Linked DNA regions of Gossypium hirsutum: all the other regions are linked to region 1. Evidence: chromatin contacts called from public Hi-C data. All regions are on one chromosome and are shown on one strand. The core of a region is the stretch at or near the end of the contact, and the rest is flanking DNA. Distances in the headings are between cores, read along the strand shown.

Region 1 (4,961 bases), core at 411-2,910:
TGAGAGAAATATAAATAAGTACCTTACATTCACAATTATCAAGCTAGGCTATCTAGTTGGTTTCTAACCATGTTACTTAAAATCTAACTAGCACAATATTTCATACAAACCAGACATATTAGATCTTTGGCGGTAACTCAATCCATTCTTAATCTTTATTATATATCACAAACATTTCCTTAACATAACAAAATATCTTGGTATAAATCTTTACTCATTGTTGTAGCGGTTACAATACACCCACAAGTATATGCCATAATAAGTCATTAGGCGGATTACACTTTGCCAGACAGACTATTCTACTATTATATGCCAAAACCTTAGACCCACTAGACCTAGGGTGTTACATCATGAGCGAGGTGGGATGAGGGTGTTAGTTAGAGCAAATGAGTTGGTCAAGTTAGTTGGGCTGATTAGGTCGATGGGGGCATTGCTCTGGGATTGTGAAGTCATGTTGTCCATGTTCACCACATTAACTGTTGATACAATAGTACAAGGAAGAGGACTGGAATATGATATGATGGTTGTCACGATAGTCGATTTACCTACTATGGGCGAAGAGTTAGAGGTTACAAGGAGTAGAGAAAAGAAGAGTGTGGAGGCTAAGTGCTGAAGATAGCTTGGTATAGTATAGGCTTGATATCTTTGGAGAGTCGATCCTTTCTTCATCGTTCCTAAAGGTATTTATATGCAGAGGTCCCTTGTAAGGTGATGTTAACATGTTGAACTTGCTATCTACCAATCATTACAGAATGTGTGAGGTGGATGTATTCGGTGGGATGAGGATATCTGTGATGGACAAGTCCTGTCATTCATTCTGACTTAACGGTATAAAGCAATTGAACCCACGTGGTATTTGGTGACCAACGACATCACATTCCTAATGAAAGCTTGATGGCCTGAACATCGGATGATTCATACTTGTCCAAATGATTGCAATAGGTGAAACATATGAATGTCCTTCCGATTGGTTGTTAATGGGTTTACTGCTCAAGCAGCCTTCTAACTTACCATACGTCCTTATTCGGATGGGCTATAACACACAATAACAAAACAATAATATTGCAATAAATGGTATGACCCCTATATATATATATATGACCAAGACTTTTATGTAAAATACAAGACAACCTTAGATGAAAGAAATAATACGACAAAAGGTGGTTTTATTGATAGATACATCATCATTTTTATAATATTAAAATTAGATTAAGACCCGTTATTAATTACAATAAATAATATTTTTTATATATATTCAATTTAGTTTAAATTTGGAATGAATTTTATTTAAAATTGAAATTAATTCTGTAAGGTATATATATTTTTACATGAATGTTTATTTTATTTTTTATCTGCTATCTAATATTTTGAAGTTTAATAATGAGTTTTATTGTAAAAACTATTATCTTTATCTTTCGAAAATTACAATTTTTGTTTACAAAAACGTAATTTCAAATTCAGTATAATAAAATGGAAAGCTAATAAGGTAACTACAAAATCGAGCCGTCAAATAAACACAAATAGGTCCACATCCTAAGAATCCAACGGTGGACGTAAAGCCCGTAATTTAACTCCATTTCATAACCACGGCGTAATCCGAGCAAAGCTTTGCTGTATTTTCCTTTTAAAGCCCACACACACCAAAAAAAAAGTAAAACATATTTTTATTATAATTTTTTAAACAGTATTTCAAAAAAAAAATTGAAAAAAAGGGAAAAAAAAAGAAACTCACTCATCACTTTCTCTCTTTTTCGCTCCCAAACAAACGAAAAAACCCTAACTTTCGCTCGAGTGTATGCACTTTTTCTCTCTTTAATCTTTATAGTTTGGTGTTATTTCGCGTGAGTTTCTTTTAGGTTTCCAGAATGGTGTGAAATCGAGGCCTTAGGTTTTAGATTTTTTTAAAGGATCTGTTTCTGTATATTTAGGTACATAATTCTTTTTGTTCTTAAAAAAAAAAAAGAGGCTATGGCGGCATCAGATAAAGAGCTGGAGTTACAATTAATGGAGGCTGGGAACATGCTCGTTGAACCACCTTCATCAGTTGATGAGCTCATTCCTCTCCTTGACGTATGCCCTAATTACTTTTTTTCTTCAGGCTTTAATTTTGTTTTATACTTCGCTCGTTTTTTTAATTATTAGACTTTTATTTATGTGATTTCATTATGCATGCGGTTTGAATTTTATCTTTGGTGTGATATCTTTTAAATTTCTGCTATTAAAGTTAGTTCTTTTTCTCCATTGTGATCTGCTTTTACCTCTTGTTCTAAAGTTTTCTTCTTTTGCATGTTATCACGTATTTAATTTTGCTTCTGGCATTACTGTTTTAAACTTGGGAAACTGTTTTTGATTTCTCTGTTCTTTTTTTTTTTGGTGTAGATATATTGATGTGTATGTTTGCGAATTTGCTAAATGACTGATATCATTGACGGGTTTGCTGTGCTAGATTTTGAATACTAGCACGTTAAATTTATTTGAATGCAAATTCTATACAGTAGTAAATGATGAAAATCCTTTGAACTTTTGTGTTTCTTTTAAATTCAAAAATGCGCGCGAGCAATGCTCGCGCACGCCCGCTTTTCTTGTCTATATGTGGCATAAAGGGATCCCATACCTGCCTTAAATTTTGTGAAATCCGAGAAACCGTTACAATAAAATTTATCCTTGATTTCTTAGTTAATTAAGCACTAGCCATGTTTGGTTACTATAATTTTACAACCAAGGTTAAATTTTTTTTACCCTCTTGAGATGGCATTGAAAGCGATGAAAGCTAATATGGAAAGCACGTGTAGATATTGTGCGAAAACCTTCCTATTAAGGAAAGAGTTTGCTGGGCTTGCTAGATTATGTTTTCATTGTATAAAACATAGATATTAATCAGAACATTCTTTGTTGCAAATATATTGTCTGTCCCCCCTCCCCTCCCCATCACACATGCAGCCCCTTAAAAGAATTGCAAATGGTAACATCATTAAAGCAGACTTTGGGATTCTGATAATCAGAAAAAACTTTGGTGCCATACACTGTTTAGACTAGGTCTTATGCATTCATGATTCCAAGGAAGAAAAACTTTGAAGAGGACCTGCAAAAAAAGTATTGCTGAGGCAAACTATCCTTAGGTAGATTGTTTGTTTAGGATCTATGCCTCTTTTGATCTATCTCATTAGGTATAGTGTTTGTTATGGTTTTACAATTGTTCTTGAGTAAGTTTCTGCAAGACTATGTATCAATTCCTGTATATGATGATTCTTTAGGGATATGAGGTGTTTGCTGATGTCTTAGCAGAACTGCAAACTAGTTATGGAGGTGCAGACATGTAAATATGTCTTTGGTTTATATTCAACTCTTCTGTTTTTGTCTCCCTATTTGATTAGGTGATACTTCTTTAGTGTTGTTATATTCATCACGAAGTGTAATATTGCAGCTATATTTTTTTAAAGTCTGTTTCTTTTCATTGAGCCTTATTGATGTATGGATGTTTCGTGACTAGTGAATCATGCTACCACTGACTGATTGTCTTAATATTTTAGGTGCTCTAATAGTTTAATATCCTTTGTGTTCTACCTTACGCTAGTGCACGTTAGTGAATCATGCTACAACTGACTGATTGTCTTAGTATTTTAGGTACTCTAATAGTTTAATATCCTTTGTGTTCTACCTTACGCTAGTGCATGTTAGTGGATGCTTTTTATGTCAATGATGAATGTTTACACTTCTCTGTCCTCTGCAATTCTAGCAAGTTGAAAGTTGTCTTTCAAGGGTGGAACAATCACCAAGCCAAGCAATGCAAAATGCGCTCTCTCCATCACTCAAAGCCTTGGTGGCGGAGCAACTTTTGAGACACCCTGACAATGATGTCAAAGTTGCAGTTGCGGCTTGTGTGAGCGAGATAACAAGGATAACTGCACCAGAGGCTCCTTATGATGATGACCAAATGGGGGTATTTGAAGTCATTGTTTCTGAATGCTTTTGCAAATGATCATTTTAAAATCTTTTTCTGCATTCAAAGTGTTGATTCCTATTAATATGTATGCAGGAGATCTTTCAACTAATTGTATCATCATTTGAACATTTGTCTGACAAGTCCAGCCGCTCATTCATTAAGAGGATCTCAATCCTTGAAACTGTTGCCAAAGTCAGGTCATGTGTGGTGATGTTGGATCTTGAATGCGATGCATTAATTATTGAGATGTTCCAGCATTTCCTCAAGGAAATAAGGTAAAAACTAACTGCTTGATTGGAGAGTTCATTCTCTTGTTGCCATTTGTTCATCAACGTAAATCTTCAGCTCTTGTTTACCATCTTCTGTCCAATTTGTAAGTTTTCAAATGTTTATGAGATTATTGCTGTTGAAATCTTCTTTTAGTTCTTTGCCTTGGGCTCCCATGGCTTGAATCTATGTTATTGCTGAAACTGGTTCTTATATTAAGTGATGAGCAATGGTGCACTTAATTATGGGTTTGATAGACTGCTATATTGGTGTTTGAAAATAGAGATTATGATCCTTGCGTTTCTGGGACTTGAAGGTTTTATGAAATAGGTGCTTATGCTAGATTTGGTAGAAAGTGGGAAGGCAGTAATTTACAGATTGATTCATTATTAACAAAGTCATAGTGCTATTTTGAGAATATCTGTCTCCCTTCCCTTATGGGAGCTTTTTGGATTATTTACTTTTTCATAAAAGGCTTTGTCTGGTTGCTTTTATGTTTAATGGAGGCTTGTTTCTCAATCCAAAAATTTGCCATCTTCCTGTAATATTCATCATGATGTTAGCTATTTTACTAGAGTGGATTATGATTACAAAAACATAGAAGTGGCATAGTCAGATACGTAGGGCCTGCATTCTATACCATTATTTTCTTTGTTCTTTTGTTTTTCAAGGGATCATCATTCAGAGATTGTCTTTACATCAATGGCGACTATTATGACCCTTGTATTGGAAGAAAGTGAGGACATCCCTG
Region 2 (4,618 bases), core at 1,338-3,837, 150 kb after region 1:
CTGCCAAACAACAGAAAATATTTTACACAGATTCATCTAAACACCATAAAAATAAATCATTTTCTATAAATAATTTTACTAGCAAACAAACGGAGCCTAAGTGCAAATTAAAGTATACTTTAGATGTTTAGTTGGTTCCATTTTAATGTGTTTCAACTACTCTTTGAGTTGAATCTCAGTAGCACCAGTTGACTGTTGTTAACTGTGCTGCACCGCATTGGGAAAAATTTTATTTCTCAACATTGCTTTCTTTCTCAATTTTACCCGTGTCCTTTTTAACGTTTTTTCAGCCTTTTATTGTCTGAAGTTGAAAAGCTTTTATCTCTTGGTTGGGTAAATAACTAAATATATTTATTTCATATAATAAATTAATAAATATTATAAATCACCGTTGAGAAGAAATATAAGGGTTCTTTTTTTTTAAATATTATAGCCATCATTCAAATATATACAAATATCTTATTCATTTTTTAAATTTTAAATTTTAAATTATTTGCTGTTAGTTTATTAAATATAATTCTAATACGTTATATTAATATAAAATTTTTACTAAGGAAGTCTATTAATTATAATTTATTAAATAAAAACGATCTTAATTAAAATATTATTTCAATAAAATATTTAAATTTCACATAGAAAGTCTATTGATTATATTTTATTAAAAGACAATTATCTTTTATGAGTAGGGTTAACGATGTCAAGTTCCATGTCATGAATTTGGAACATCATAAATTTATAAATTGGTTACTTTAATTTAAGAGCTCATGGTAAATTATTTAATTTAATGTGATAACTCACATCGGTTATTTAACTTTGTTAGATTTATGAACTTCATAATTAATCATGTGAAAAAATGTAAAATAAAATATGCACAAGAGCAACAATACATGCACTTGTTATACGCCTTTTAATTTTATTGATTTGATTCTCACTTAAAAAAAAAACATAATTCTCACTTTTTTTTATTTGATAGAAATTCACAATATGAATTCTATTATATGCTTATCTCCCATCTAGAGGCAATACTCGATTATTTAGTATTGGACCGGCTATAATAGTCATGTCAATTTTACTAAGTATTTTCAGTAATTCTTTTTAGCTCTCGCCTTATTTTAGTCAATCTCAATATCGGTATTTTTTTTATGGATTGCCATTTCAAGTATTGCTCTCGTTGGAACAATTAGATCTCCATAACATGTTATTAGAAGTGTATAACAGGCAAAATCTTGATAGACAAATGTGGTTGTTATAAAGATAGTTGGCTTATATATATTAAGTTTCTAATTGAGTTAATGTTACGAGTCAAACGGAGACTAATACAATTAAGTAATTGCCAAAATAACATTACTTTATAAAGTAAAAAAAAATTTAGGGTATTTTTATCTTTTTATTAAAAAAAAGAAAAATACATATATTTCTAGTTTACCATTTCAATTAAACCCTCATTTATTTTTTATATGAATTTTTTTTAAAAAAATTTACTATATATCTCTGTTATTCAAGCTCTATAATCTAATATTTACTTAAATCAGCTTAATTTAATTATTAAAAATTAAAAGCTGAAACTCGAAAGTAATAATCCAGAATAATTATAACCCGGAAAAAAATCAAAATTTTAAATCTAAAAGTAATTCAATTATAATAAAAAAAATAACTTGATTTTTAAAACTTGAATTAATTATATTCAGATTTTTAAATCAAAGAGTCCAATTCACAACTCTACCCTAAGTTTGTCAAAAGTAGAACTCCAACCGAAAACGCATACATACACGCCACGGGATTTCAATATAAAGAAGAAAAAAAGCACAATGGTAGTTGGGAGTAATTTTCCCAAAACTCTGGGGGTTCCCTCAATTTTAAACAACTACATTTATACTATTATTATTTAAAAAGCTGTTTGAGTCAAATCTCATCCATCAACTGAGTTTTAATTTTTCTATTTTTTTTTTAAAAGGTGTGTTTATAAACTAAAGATTTAAAGTGTCAAAAAAAAAAATGAAGTATGATAAAATTTTAAGAGTTGAATTTATATTAGAAAACAGTTTGTTAAATTAGTAATATAAGTACTGTTTGATAAAATTAAATATTAATTTTTAAAATATTCTTAATTTTTATTTTTATTTTATATTATTTTGATTAGTTTTAGATGAAAGATAAATATGGTAATGTTGAATATTTCATTCTTTTTAAGCATAGCTAAATTAAAATTAAAATTAAAATTTTCTAAGTCATAAGTAGTTACCTAGCTGTTGAAGATTTTGTTGTTGAAAATTTTATAGTAAGTAAAATTTTAAAATAATTATCAAATATATTTAAAATATTAAATGTTAAATTTCTTTTATTTTATTGAAAATAATTTTTTAATAATTTATCAAACACTCTTTATAATAAAATTATCGAAACATTATATTAAAATTTTTAATAAGCATGTATGTGAGTATTTTGATTCTTTAATATTTTATATAAAATTTTAGAAAATACATATAATTAAATTTGAACTTGGAATATTATTATATAATAAAAAAAAGTAATATTTTTATATGTAATATGAAATAATATATATAAATAATAAATAAATAAAAATGAGAAAGCAAGCATCAACCACGAGGACGAGGAGGATCCTTGAAAGCAAAAGGTGATGCTATTTTGCTTTGCTTTCGGCTCTCTCGTTCGGTACAACCCAAGTTACAGATTTCTTCCTTTTTCATTATTTTATTTATTTATTTTCAATCGAAACAAGGAAACTAATATCGAATTTCGGCGCTTACCCATACCAGTTTCTCTTTAATTATTTTTTCTATAATACCCCGTCCCCATAGAAACCTCAATTATCTCTCTTCTTGTAAAAAAATCTGGCTTCTTTTTATTTATTTATTAAAGTTAGCCTAAAAAATGCTGTGCACAATGGTGTTGATGCCCCGGAAGAAGAAAGTTGGATCGGTTCCGGTTTATTTGAATGTATATGACTTGACTCCGATTAATGGTTATGCTTATTGGTTTGGCCTTGGGATCTATCATTCTGGGGTTCAAGGTTTGTTTTTTTTATTTTCCTTTGAATTTAGTCAAGTTTTTGTTTTCTTTTTTGGGGTGTTGCTGGAAAAGTAATGGAATTTTTTTTTAGTAATCAACAAGACTGGAAATTGAAGGGAAATTTTTGAAAATTTTTGTATGCAAATTAAGGTTGTTGTTGAATGTTTTTACGGTTTAATAACACTAGTCAAGTTAATTCCCTTGAAAGATTGATTTTTTATGTATATAAGAAATAAGAATATACATCCATGATTTTAGTGTGTATGTATATAAATGTATATATGTATATTATTGTACAAGATTTTGAGTATGCTGATTCTTGCTGTATGCAGTTCATGGAGTTGAATATGGTTTTGGAGCGCATGAGCATTCGGCGACTGGAATTTTCGAAGTGGAGCCCAGGCAGTGTCCTGGTTTCACGTTTAGGAAATCTATTTTAATTGGAAGGACCGATTTAGGTCCGAAAGACGTTCGTTCGTTCATGGAGAAACTCGCTACAGATTACTCCGGGAACACTTACCATCTCATCACAAAGAACTGCAATCATTTCTGCAATGATGTGTGTATCCAATTGACAGGGAAACCAATTCCTAGCTGGGTTAATCGACTTGCTAGACTTGGTAAGAAATCCACTTCTATCCTTTTAAACTTAAACTTTACTTCATGATCTCATTGTTTCTTCAGAAGATCGGTATGTGAAAATATATTGAAAGGAAAGTTTTGCGGCATTTTTGTAGTTCCTCTGTTTAGCTTATTATCTGATTTTAAAGTAAAGTAGCATATCGAAAAGAAAATTAATAGTAACAATAAACCGAAGATAAGTTATGTTTTGCTTTAAACAACTTTTCGAAGATAAGGAAGAAGTGGCATCAGGCATCAGCTTCCACCCACCATTCCCACTGAGGCATTTGACCAAACCTGTTACAGTGCAAGCTTTGTCGAATGCCATGGTGGGTCTACCAAATTTGAAAGGACAGCCATGTAAACCATCTTCACTGCCTATTGGAACCAATAATTCTCTTGCATATTCGTACCAAGACTGCCATGGTCGCCATAGTTTCTCACGTTTTTTACAACTTGAACGATGTTTGTTCTGTTTGGTCGTACTAATAACACTTGCTAGTTTCAACGTCTTCACGTTGATATGTTTTGTCAAGTATGAAACGATAACCCTGAAATGTACTGTACTTGATCTTGTCTTTGCTCAGAGAGCTGGAACTTGTTGGGAATTTTATGTTGGTTAGAATTCACTGTGATAACGTGAATGCATTAGGTTCATCCAACATCTCTATTTCAGTGATGAGGACATGGTTCTTTCAAATATGGACTATACTCGCATCCTGTTTGAATTTCATCTGTTCTCCTATTACCATCTTGTAGGATTTTATTGGTTCTTTCTCTGTAGACTATTGATGATGATGGTACTTGTGATGAATGTGTAGGTTTCCTTTGCAACTGTGTTCTCCCAGCAGAGTTGAACGAGACGAGAGTTCGCCAAGTTAGATCAGAAGGTAAGCTTCAACCGGTAGAGAAGAAGTTAAGAAGCCAACCAAGTAAGTTCGTACCTTCTTCTAAACCTCTACCTCCT
Region 3 (4,547 bases), core at 921-3,420, 210 kb after region 1:
AATTAGTTCATGTTTGGTTAAATTTTTTTTTTATTTTTATGATTAAATTATTTAATTTCAAGTTAATTAGGAAGAAATTTCAAGCCCGAATCGAATTGTTTTTTTAAAATACTTTTAATAAACATCAAGACTATTGTTATTAGGGGTGAGTATTTGATTTTATTGTTCGTTCAAATTTTTTTTAAAATTTAACCGATTTAACCAACAACTTTTAATACTAATTGCACCAACTGATCAACAAATTGGATTGACTTAATGTCGATTGTTTGATCATTTAATTTGGTTAGCCGACTTGTTTTTATATATAAATAAATTATTTATATATTATTTAGAAAAATATTTGAACTGATAAGAATACCTTTTATTGTTAATTATACTACTAAATTGACATTAGAATTATAATTTATTAATATTATTATGGGACAATAATAAAAATAATATTATTTAAAATGATAGTATATTAATGTAAAATTAATTAATTTGATCATATATTTTAAAAGTTCTAGTTAAAAAATAATATAATATATTATCAATTTATAAAATTATAAATCTATGCAATCATTTAATATAATCGGATAAATTAAAAATAAAAAAAAACCCAAATTTTTTATTAAATAAATATAAAATTTATATATAAATATGATTTTATTTTAAGTATGATAATAATTAATAATGTTAAAATTATTTTTATAATTAATAAAAATTAAATGTGAGATTAATATTATATATATATAACAATATTAATATATTGGTAATCTAATCTATAATCTATAATTTTGTTTATTTATTCTTAATTTTTATGTCAAGAGGCAAAAGAAATTAAATATATTTTATAATTAAATTAAATATTAATTTTTTTTATGAATGTTAATTGAGTCTAATCAAATCGTTTGGTTCAACAGAAATCTCAACTCGATAAATAGTATAACTCATATTTATTTGAAAAAATAAGATAAAAAATTCGATTAATAAAGAATTAATACTTTGTCTTATCTATGTTTCTCGTAATTTTTTAAATCTGCAAAATCAATAATATAATATAATTATTTTATTAATAAGAGATAAATCTCAAAATTATACATGAACTTTAAGTTGGTTCAATTGAACACATGAAACTTTAATTATGGTTCAAATGTATACATAAAACTTTAACATTGATTCAATTATACACATTTAAATAAATAAATAAATACATCAATTTATTTTTATATTGGATAAATATAATTATTGCAATAAACATAAAATTATGTTATATCAGTAATTGTGTTAATAGTTTGTGAGAATTTGATCAAATCAAAATTTCATGTTTGCACAAAATCAAAGTTGTGATATAAAATTACACATAAAACCAAAGTTCATATGTAGTTTTGACATTTATCCCTATTAATAATGTTTCTGTTCAATCTTGAATATAAAATTATGTTTGTAATAGGCCAATTTTGGCCTGGCTAAAAACCAACATCCCAAATACATTTGGCCCAATTGGCCCAAAATTAACCCTAGCCCACAACATGTTTTCAGTAGCAATGGAAGTAGAAACCGCAGATCGCGCCGCTCGCACGTTCTCCATCTGCAACAACGGCCCCATCACCCCACGTTCAGCGATTCCTCGCATCCACCATGCATGTTTATCCTACAAATGAACCAAGAACAGTATTATAGAAGAGAGAAAAAGGGGGGGGGGTTTGAGTGTTTTGCTTCTGTAAAGAGTGGCTATAAAAGCCAATCGATTTTATAAAAGTGGGGGGAGGATGTGTTGAAAAGTATTGAAGAAAACAGAAAAACAGAGAATAAAAAAACCAATTTTGAAGGTATTGAGTGGGTTCCGATTTTCCTTTCTCTTTACTGTTTTGTTCCTTTTTTATTTTCTTCCTTGTTTTTTAAAACAAATAAACGAAATAACGAGGGAAAAAGAGAAGTTTCTTACCAGTAGAGGCACGCCGTCGGGATTCTTGCTGGTTCTCGGCGTGAGGAGCGGGGAATGGACTGGTTGCTGTGGCTGCATTTGAAATAGAATAATTTTTAGGGTTTGAAATGGGTTTTATTGGCTGCAAATGAAATGGATTTTAACTTTTAAACATTGATGGGTTATTTTGTTTTTAATCCTTCCATTTTATCCTATCATTTCATAACCATTTTTTTTTGTTTTCAAATTTTTCCATGAAATATCGAATCTGTTTTATTTTAGTCCAGTGCTGTGTAGTGTTTTTGGGTAATTTTCTCCTTCGACCCTCCCCCTATTACGCGTGTTTTAAATTACTCCCTTTCTTGTTTTGATTTTCAAATTCAGCTCTCAAATTCTGTTTTTTTTAATTTAATCCTTAATTTGTTATTTTTAGCTTTTATTATATTGTTAATACTGTTTATTTATATTATTATTACTGTATTATTATTAGTTTATTATTATATTATATATTATTATATACTTACTTATATATGCGTATATGCATATTAATACATATATTTTTTTTAATTTTTTAAATATATATACTATATACATATTTTATTATTATTTTATTTTCACAGTTTTATATATATATATACATTTATATTTCATAATCTTTATATGTTTTCCCAATTGTATAATTTATATGTTTATACAATTTTTTATAACATGTACATATATTTTTTTTATACTCTATTCAAAGCTATTATAAATATTTTCCACGTTTTTATATTTACTAATATATTATACTTATACTTTTTTTTAAGAAATGTATGAATATATTTTATATGTATTTTATTATTGTTTCATTTTTATGACTTATGTATTCATATAGATATATGCATTAACATTTTATAATACTTATGCATTTTTTTCCTCTTATATCCATACTCATATTTGCAAAATTCGTTTATATATCATACTTATGTATACATATAATTTAAATTAAAGTTTGTTTCATATTGTACATTAACTTTTTAACATACCTTTTAAAAATATATATTTTGGTTTCGTCGAAACATTAAAATCATTTTCTTTCGATTCAAAAGCTTTAAAATAATGCAATAATCGATATTCGGGATTTTCGAGGAAATTGAGCCCTAACGTATTGGGTTCTAATTTTCTTTATTAATCCTAAATAATCGAGAATATTCTTTATTCAAAATGCATAAGTATACAAATCATTTTCGGGAATTTAATTTGTTGTGTCCTAATGTATTGGGCATGACATATTGCTTTCTCGAAATGAAGATTTTCTTATAAAATAAAGCAAAATTCAAAGTTTGGGGATTTTGAGATATTGTACCCTAACGTATTGGGTTTCGATTTCTTCGTCTGACTTAAACATTTGATTATCCTTTTTAGATTTCATCATTTGAGTTTTTTTTTAAATCTTTTTACCCTTGACACTAAGACATTAAATAATCAATTTGGTACCGATTTTTGGGCGTTACGAGGGTGCTAACCCTTCCTCGTGCGTAACTGACTCCCAAACTTGTTTTCTTAAAATTCGCAGACCAGAATCGTTTTTAAGGTGAGCCGATCATACCTCAATAAAGGATTAGTGGCGACTCTAATTTTTGTTTTTTTTTTAAAGTCAACTTTTTTTTTGTTTTCAAAAAAATGGTTTCGACAGCTTGGCGACTCTGCTGGGGACCCTAGAGAGTCGAGCCATAAATTGATTAGTTTTTGTCTTTTTGTCGGAGAGATTTTAAATTTGTTTTAAATCACGCTTTCCTCTTTTGTATTCATTGGTTTTTATCAAGATATGTTTTCTTAATTGGTCTAAGTTTGTTAGTGCATTTGCATTTTGCATTGCATGGACGATTTTACCCCTCTAAGTGGGAGTGAGAAGCTAGTCCTTCTTGAGGTTTTCACCTCCGTGCAGAATAGTGGATCGCTTTCGGGATACATCTGTACCCATGTCTTCGTGAGATTTTTATCTCCGTGTAGCCATAGGGAAATGCATTCACTTGAACTGAACTCAGTCTATATGAGCCTATAATGGGTGAGGATCGAGGAATCTGCTGGTTCGGGTACCCTTACTCTAGAAGCCAAACTTCATATAGTGAACCTTAGGAACTCACCCTAGGTAGAATTACTCTAAACCTTAGTAGATACCTGATTAGGAGTTTTTATTATTTCTTTTAATGTTTATACCTGATACTAACTTGTTGTGTTTTGTTTTGACTGCATGACATTTTAATTGCATTGCATTTGCATCATGGAAAAGAGGTGTTGATTCACGTTCAATATCTAAGTAGAGAGCTTGTCATAAGAAAACGGATTTCTTGATAAAATGGAAAATAATACGGCTGCCTGAATATTTTTCGAGAAACACAAGAAAGGCGACGGAAGAGTTCGTGACTTTACTTCGTGGCTCGAGGATTCAAGATGATTGTCTAAGAGCTTTCAACATTCCAATTCCCTTAAAGAAGCTAATGAGCATTGCGAGGATAGGCAGACAATGGATTGCGGCCGGAATCAAGCAAAAGGAGTTAGTAGTGATATCCATTGGAAATTCGCGAGGTTTATCTTAGCATCCGGATGAAGAAGGAGAAGATGTCTTTGCCTGGAGTATGAAGGAAAAGCCGTATATATA
Region 4 (4,723 bases), core at 995-3,494, 130 kb after region 1:
ACTCCTCTTAACTGGTCAAACAATCATCCATCCTTGGTAAAGGATATTTGTTTTTAACTATAGTCTTATTAAGTTGTCGATAATTAATACATAACCATAGTGTTCCATCTTTTTTTCTTAACGAACAGTACTACAACTCTCTATGGGGATACACTAGGCCAAATGAAGCCTCGGTCTAATAATTCTTGCAGTTGAGCCTTGAGTTCATTCAATTTAGTTGGTGTCATTTTGTAGGGTGCAATAGCAATGGGTGTTGTACCAGGAGCGACTTATATAGAAAATTCTACCTTTCTATCAAGTGGCAACCCAAGTAACTCTTTAACAAATTAACAAAGACATCAGGAAATTCTCACACTATAAGCACATCTTCCAACTTCAATTTAATAGTCCTAGTATCAAATATGTAGGCCATGTAACAGCCCACCCGGCGTAGATCATACCAATATTCTTTTAACATATAATTGAGTAAGTCAAAGTAGTAGGAAGGTGAATTATCAGGTTAAGTGTTGAGTTGATGTGTTCTTCAGTACGCCTTTGTGGGGTCTGCTTCAGTGGAATTCGTCATTTGGTGAACTCTTTTATAAGACGATCTACCAACCCTAAATGTACTAGGAAAACTAGTTAGTTCATGGAGCAATAAGATTTCTTTATATGGAAATGATAGCTGGTGGGCATCGTTAGAGTTTAGTTTAGATCTAGTTGGAATTGAACTAGAGTACTGTAGATGACAACTTGATATGTTTAGGCAACCGAATAACCGGTTTAGTTGGTTTCCTAAGTGTGCAGGTGACGTTTTACCACTCTGATTAGTGGTAGTAGTTACATTCGGGAAGGGGTTAGATTTCAAATCTTATTAGGTAAGTTGAGTCTCTGAATTCAAGGTCAGTAGTGGAGTCTCATACCTTCCCACAAAATTTATTTATGTTGTCTGTGCTATAAAAGGGTGTCTATAACCAGCATGTTTTACTTTTTTTTTCTTTCTCTCTATGTTCTTTCCTATGTCTTTAATAAATTTATTTTAAGTCATCTCTCTAGAAGGGACGAGGAAAATATCCAGAAGCTTGTCAAATGTCATTGATAAGTACTAGCAGATTGGTAATTTCTAGGAAACCCTTAGGATGTTGTAGAGGAGATTTACGTCTTTGCTCTAGTACATGTATGATCAATTTATAGTAGGTAAAGGGTCTGGTAATTATGATTATTTTTTATTTAGCTCAATAAACTAGAGAAGGTTCGAGCGATTAAAACAAAGGACCAAAAGAGCAGATTCTATCTTGAAGGTTTTAGTGAGTTGCTTTTTACTTCCTTCAGGTTTTAAAAACTCTATGATATGGAGTTGTGTAAGGTAAGTTTTCTCTGCTGAATATATGTCGATGTTTTGCGTATTAACGAGTCAGTATTGTGTGTTCATGGCCATGGTCACAGTTAATGCCTACCTTGTGTGCTAGCTTAGTACCAAACTATTTGCGATAAGTGAAAATGTGAAATGAAACATTATTTGTGATACCAAAGGTAGGACAGCTTAATTACAAACCGAACTGGCAGATCACGCCCTGACCTTGCGGGAGAACACGTGTTAAATTGTATTTTTTCGTCTCGATATACAATCGATTGATGTATTTCTTCTTGAACTTGGTCACAAAGAAATCTCAATCCACTCTATCTTTAGGAGTTATAGTAACCCACCATCAACACACTTCTTCCTAGGCATGCAGTGCAATTCTTCAAGCTATCTCTAGGCATGCAGTGCAGTTCTTCAAGCACTCTTTGTGTATTCTCTAGCCAATACTTAGCTAGAGACGGATCATCATCTTTGTTACCTGTAAACACCTCTGCCCCATGTTTATGGAATTTCTCATACGGGGGTTGAGGTGTTGCTACTCGTGTATTTAAGTGAAGACATTGATGATAACTCGTATTAACTACTTGTGTATTTTTTTTATCCATTGAAGTGAAGAAACACAAATTTTTGGGGAAGTTTTTGAAGTGCTGATAATTAGTAACGTTTGCATGACTGAATCAAATGTAGCAAAGTAGTTGTGTTTATTAGACTATTTTCTTCCATTATCAAACATATGGTATGGAATTTAGCATGAAATGATAAAAATCTTTAGACAAGGACAAAGGAGACGAATCAAAATTAGTAGAGAATATCACAATCATGGGCTTTTAGTCATATTTGTGAGCCTCCATATGTTTGGACCCAGATTTTATCTGGACCTAATTTGTTTTCCACTCTTCATTACCGCCTATAACCTTCATTTACGTGGTACTAAACAATTTGATTGTGGACCGTATTCATATTATCCACTTGCTTTAAGTTAGTTTGTTCTTTTTATTTATTATTGTGGTCAAAATTTGAAGACTTGGCAAATTCAGGCCCAACTTCCTTTAATATTTTCTAAAAATAAAATAAAAACAATAAAAATAACATTTTTGACTCATGTATATTCTTTATAAGTTTATACTAGTTGAGCTGTCTTAATTCGGATTTTAAAAATTTTATTCCATTTTTAAGTATTTAAGTTCATGAGCAACAGAGAGGATTTCGCCTCCTAAAAATCATAAATTCGTAATTATATCTTTTTAAAAAAATTTCAGATAAAGCAATACCTAATTATATTTTTTTAATTTAGTTTTTAAATTTTTTTCCACATTAAATTTGGAACTTGATTAATTTTCTCAATTTTGGTTCAAATGATGAAATAGCAATCTAAGATTATGTTATGTCATCACTTAAAAATATAAATTTTTTAATTAAAAAAATTAAATGACCCGACACAATCTCAAAATATTACATCATCATATGAACCAAAATTGAAAAAATTATAAAATTCATGAATTAATAAATTGATAAAAAAATCCAATCAGGGATTAAATGTTATTTTAAAATTATAAACCTAATTTAATGCTCAATTATGGCACTTAATTTTTTTTATAAGTTTAACCTGGTTTGAGTCGATGATTTTGGATTTTATTACTTGAATTCCAGAATATTTTATTGCTGGGATATTTTTTTTGCTTGAACAGATGTAACTATTGGTTTTTTATCATCAAATGGAATTTAAATAACCAAATGTAATGTTGGGAGTTTAGATGGAAATAACAGATTGTGCATATATTTGTAGACAGAAAATTGATGGGTTTGCTAATAAATCCAGAGCTTGAGCTAAGCACCCAGCAACATGTTTCTCAACCACCATACTCACAAAGCATTTCCTAGCTACCTATCTAACCCACTCTAATGAAATAATTGCTGCTGCATCTCGTTCAAATTATACCATTTTCTCACTTACCTCCTTAAAAGTTTTTGTATATTTAAATTATCAATTTTATTTTATTCGTATTGCATCCAATAAAAACATGAAAAGTGTCTAGCTAATATCGTGATTTGAGGTAAAATGTGATGAAATTGATAATTTAAGTGGCTAAGCGAGAATAATGATATATTTTGAGGATCACTTCATAATAATGGCTTTGCCCTTGCCCACGGGTAAGAATCGTGATTTCCGGATTCCATCACGATATTGGCACTATTTAAGCACGTTCATCTCCTAACCCCATTTTAATTTCATCAAAACTGTCGGTGTTTATTAAAAAAATGAAATTGCTTTAAGTAGTATAATGTGTTTTGTTGGAGCAGATTGAATCAACAGTATAACCCAATACAAATTAAACGCTATGATTTAATAAAAATTGAAAATTAAGATAAAATTATAGGTGTTCAACTTTATGAGATAATTTATTTCCACGAATCAACCGGTGTGTAGAAACCCTATCCTTTAGCAAATTTTATAAAGCCTGTTTCAGTATAATATATAGACATTTATATAACATTTAAATTTAATTTATACAACATTAAATAACATAATTCATACTTTTACTGTTTATTGATGCCTACTTATTTTCGTATACCCAATGAAAAATTCTTTTAATTTTATAAAATATATCTAAGAGAAGTCTTTTATAATATATATTTTAATATTTTTACTAATAATAAATTTTAAAAATAAGATGCCAAATTTGAAGAAAGAATGTAACTTTTGAGCTTAATTTATATATCATTAAATAAAATTATTAATTAAATAGGATACTTAATACTTTTTATTTTTTATACATCACTAATTATTTTCATACGGGAGAGAGCGTATGATAGAAAATTATAATTATTTATGAAATTTTAATCAATTGAAAAGTGATCCTACCTCACTTTTTTTAAATCTAGTCTTCCATTATCATAAACACGATAATATGACACGTGCAAGTTGGAAAGCTAAAAAGATCTTAAAAATAAAATTAACCTATTTTATTTTAGTTCAGGGTATTAACCGCATAAAAATAAAAATAAACTATTACCTCCTTCCACTACCAACCCTTTTATTATTTCAACTAATTCTTTGAAAGTAATTTTTTTCTAATTTTATTTTCAATATGTGTATTTATTATTTAATCATCTATATAGCAGGAGCGGAGCCAAAGGGGCTGGCAGGGGATCCGACTCCCCTAAAATGGGAATTTTTATTTTTAGTCTTTTTAGAATTTTAAAATTTTTAAATTAATATGTGGTAAAATTACACTTTAGCTCCCCAAAAATGAGAAAAAAATTATTTAATCATTTAAAAATTATAAAGATATAGACTATTAAAATAGTAAATTTTCACTTTTACTATCATAAAAATATACAACTTTATTCCGCCCTCCTCAAAATTTTTTTTGGCTCCGC

The links. Hi-C and Micro-C count contacts between places; a contact is called where the count stands out from the background.
Region 2: a Hi-C map of leaf shows a contact between it and region 1, with 2.4 times the contacts expected there. The contact joins the promoter of LOC107900059 here to the promoter of LOC107901619 in region 1. A contact is called at or near these places in 8 of 34 Hi-C or Micro-C datasets (anther, callus, leaf and 2 more).
Region 3: a Hi-C map of leaf shows a contact between it and region 1, with 3 times the contacts expected there. The contact joins the enhancer-like site here to the promoter of LOC107901619 in region 1. A contact is called at or near these places in 9 of 34 Hi-C or Micro-C datasets (callus, leaf, petal and 1 more).
Region 4: a Hi-C map of leaf shows a contact between it and region 1, with 2.5 times the contacts expected there. The contact joins the enhancer-like site here to the promoter of LOC107901619 in region 1. A contact is called at or near these places in 5 of 34 Hi-C or Micro-C datasets (cotyledon, hypocotyl and leaf).

What each region holds. Positions count from the first base shown.
Region 1 is chrD06:24,632,110-24,637,070 of Gossypium_hirsutum_v2.1, reverse strand. LOC107901619 (nucleolar and coiled-body phosphoprotein 1) reads left to right here and starts at 1,660. Exons shown (of 15, transcript XM_041095420.1): 1 at 1,660-1,793; 2 at 1,929-2,070; 3 at 3,737-3,940; 4 at 4,037-4,218; 5 at 4,882-4,961. The coding sequence starts at 1,969.
Region 2 is chrD06:24,483,551-24,488,168 of Gossypium_hirsutum_v2.1, reverse strand. It overlaps LOC107900059 (deSI-like protein At4g17486), which reads left to right and starts at 2,587. Exons shown (of 3, transcript XM_016825777.2): 1 at 2,587-3,031; 2 at 3,363-3,650; 3 at 4,473-4,618. The coding sequence starts at 2,893.
Region 3 is chrD06:24,422,829-24,427,375 of Gossypium_hirsutum_v2.1, reverse strand. No RefSeq gene overlaps it. Among protein-coding and RNA genes, the nearest start is that of LOC107901664, 9.0 kb to the left of the region's middle. Within about 2 kb of position 2,170, at least 7 of the 9 cell types and tissues checked have an H3K27ac peak or open chromatin away from gene starts, as enhancers often do. A contact at or near this core is called in leaf, where this site is marked.
Region 4 is chrD06:24,501,047-24,505,769 of Gossypium_hirsutum_v2.1, reverse strand. No RefSeq gene overlaps it. Among protein-coding and RNA genes, the nearest start is that of LOC121218877, 15 kb to the left of the region's middle. Within about 2 kb of position 2,244, at least 2 of the 9 cell types and tissues checked have an H3K27ac peak or open chromatin away from gene starts, as enhancers often do. A contact at or near this core is called in cotyledon and leaf, where this site is marked.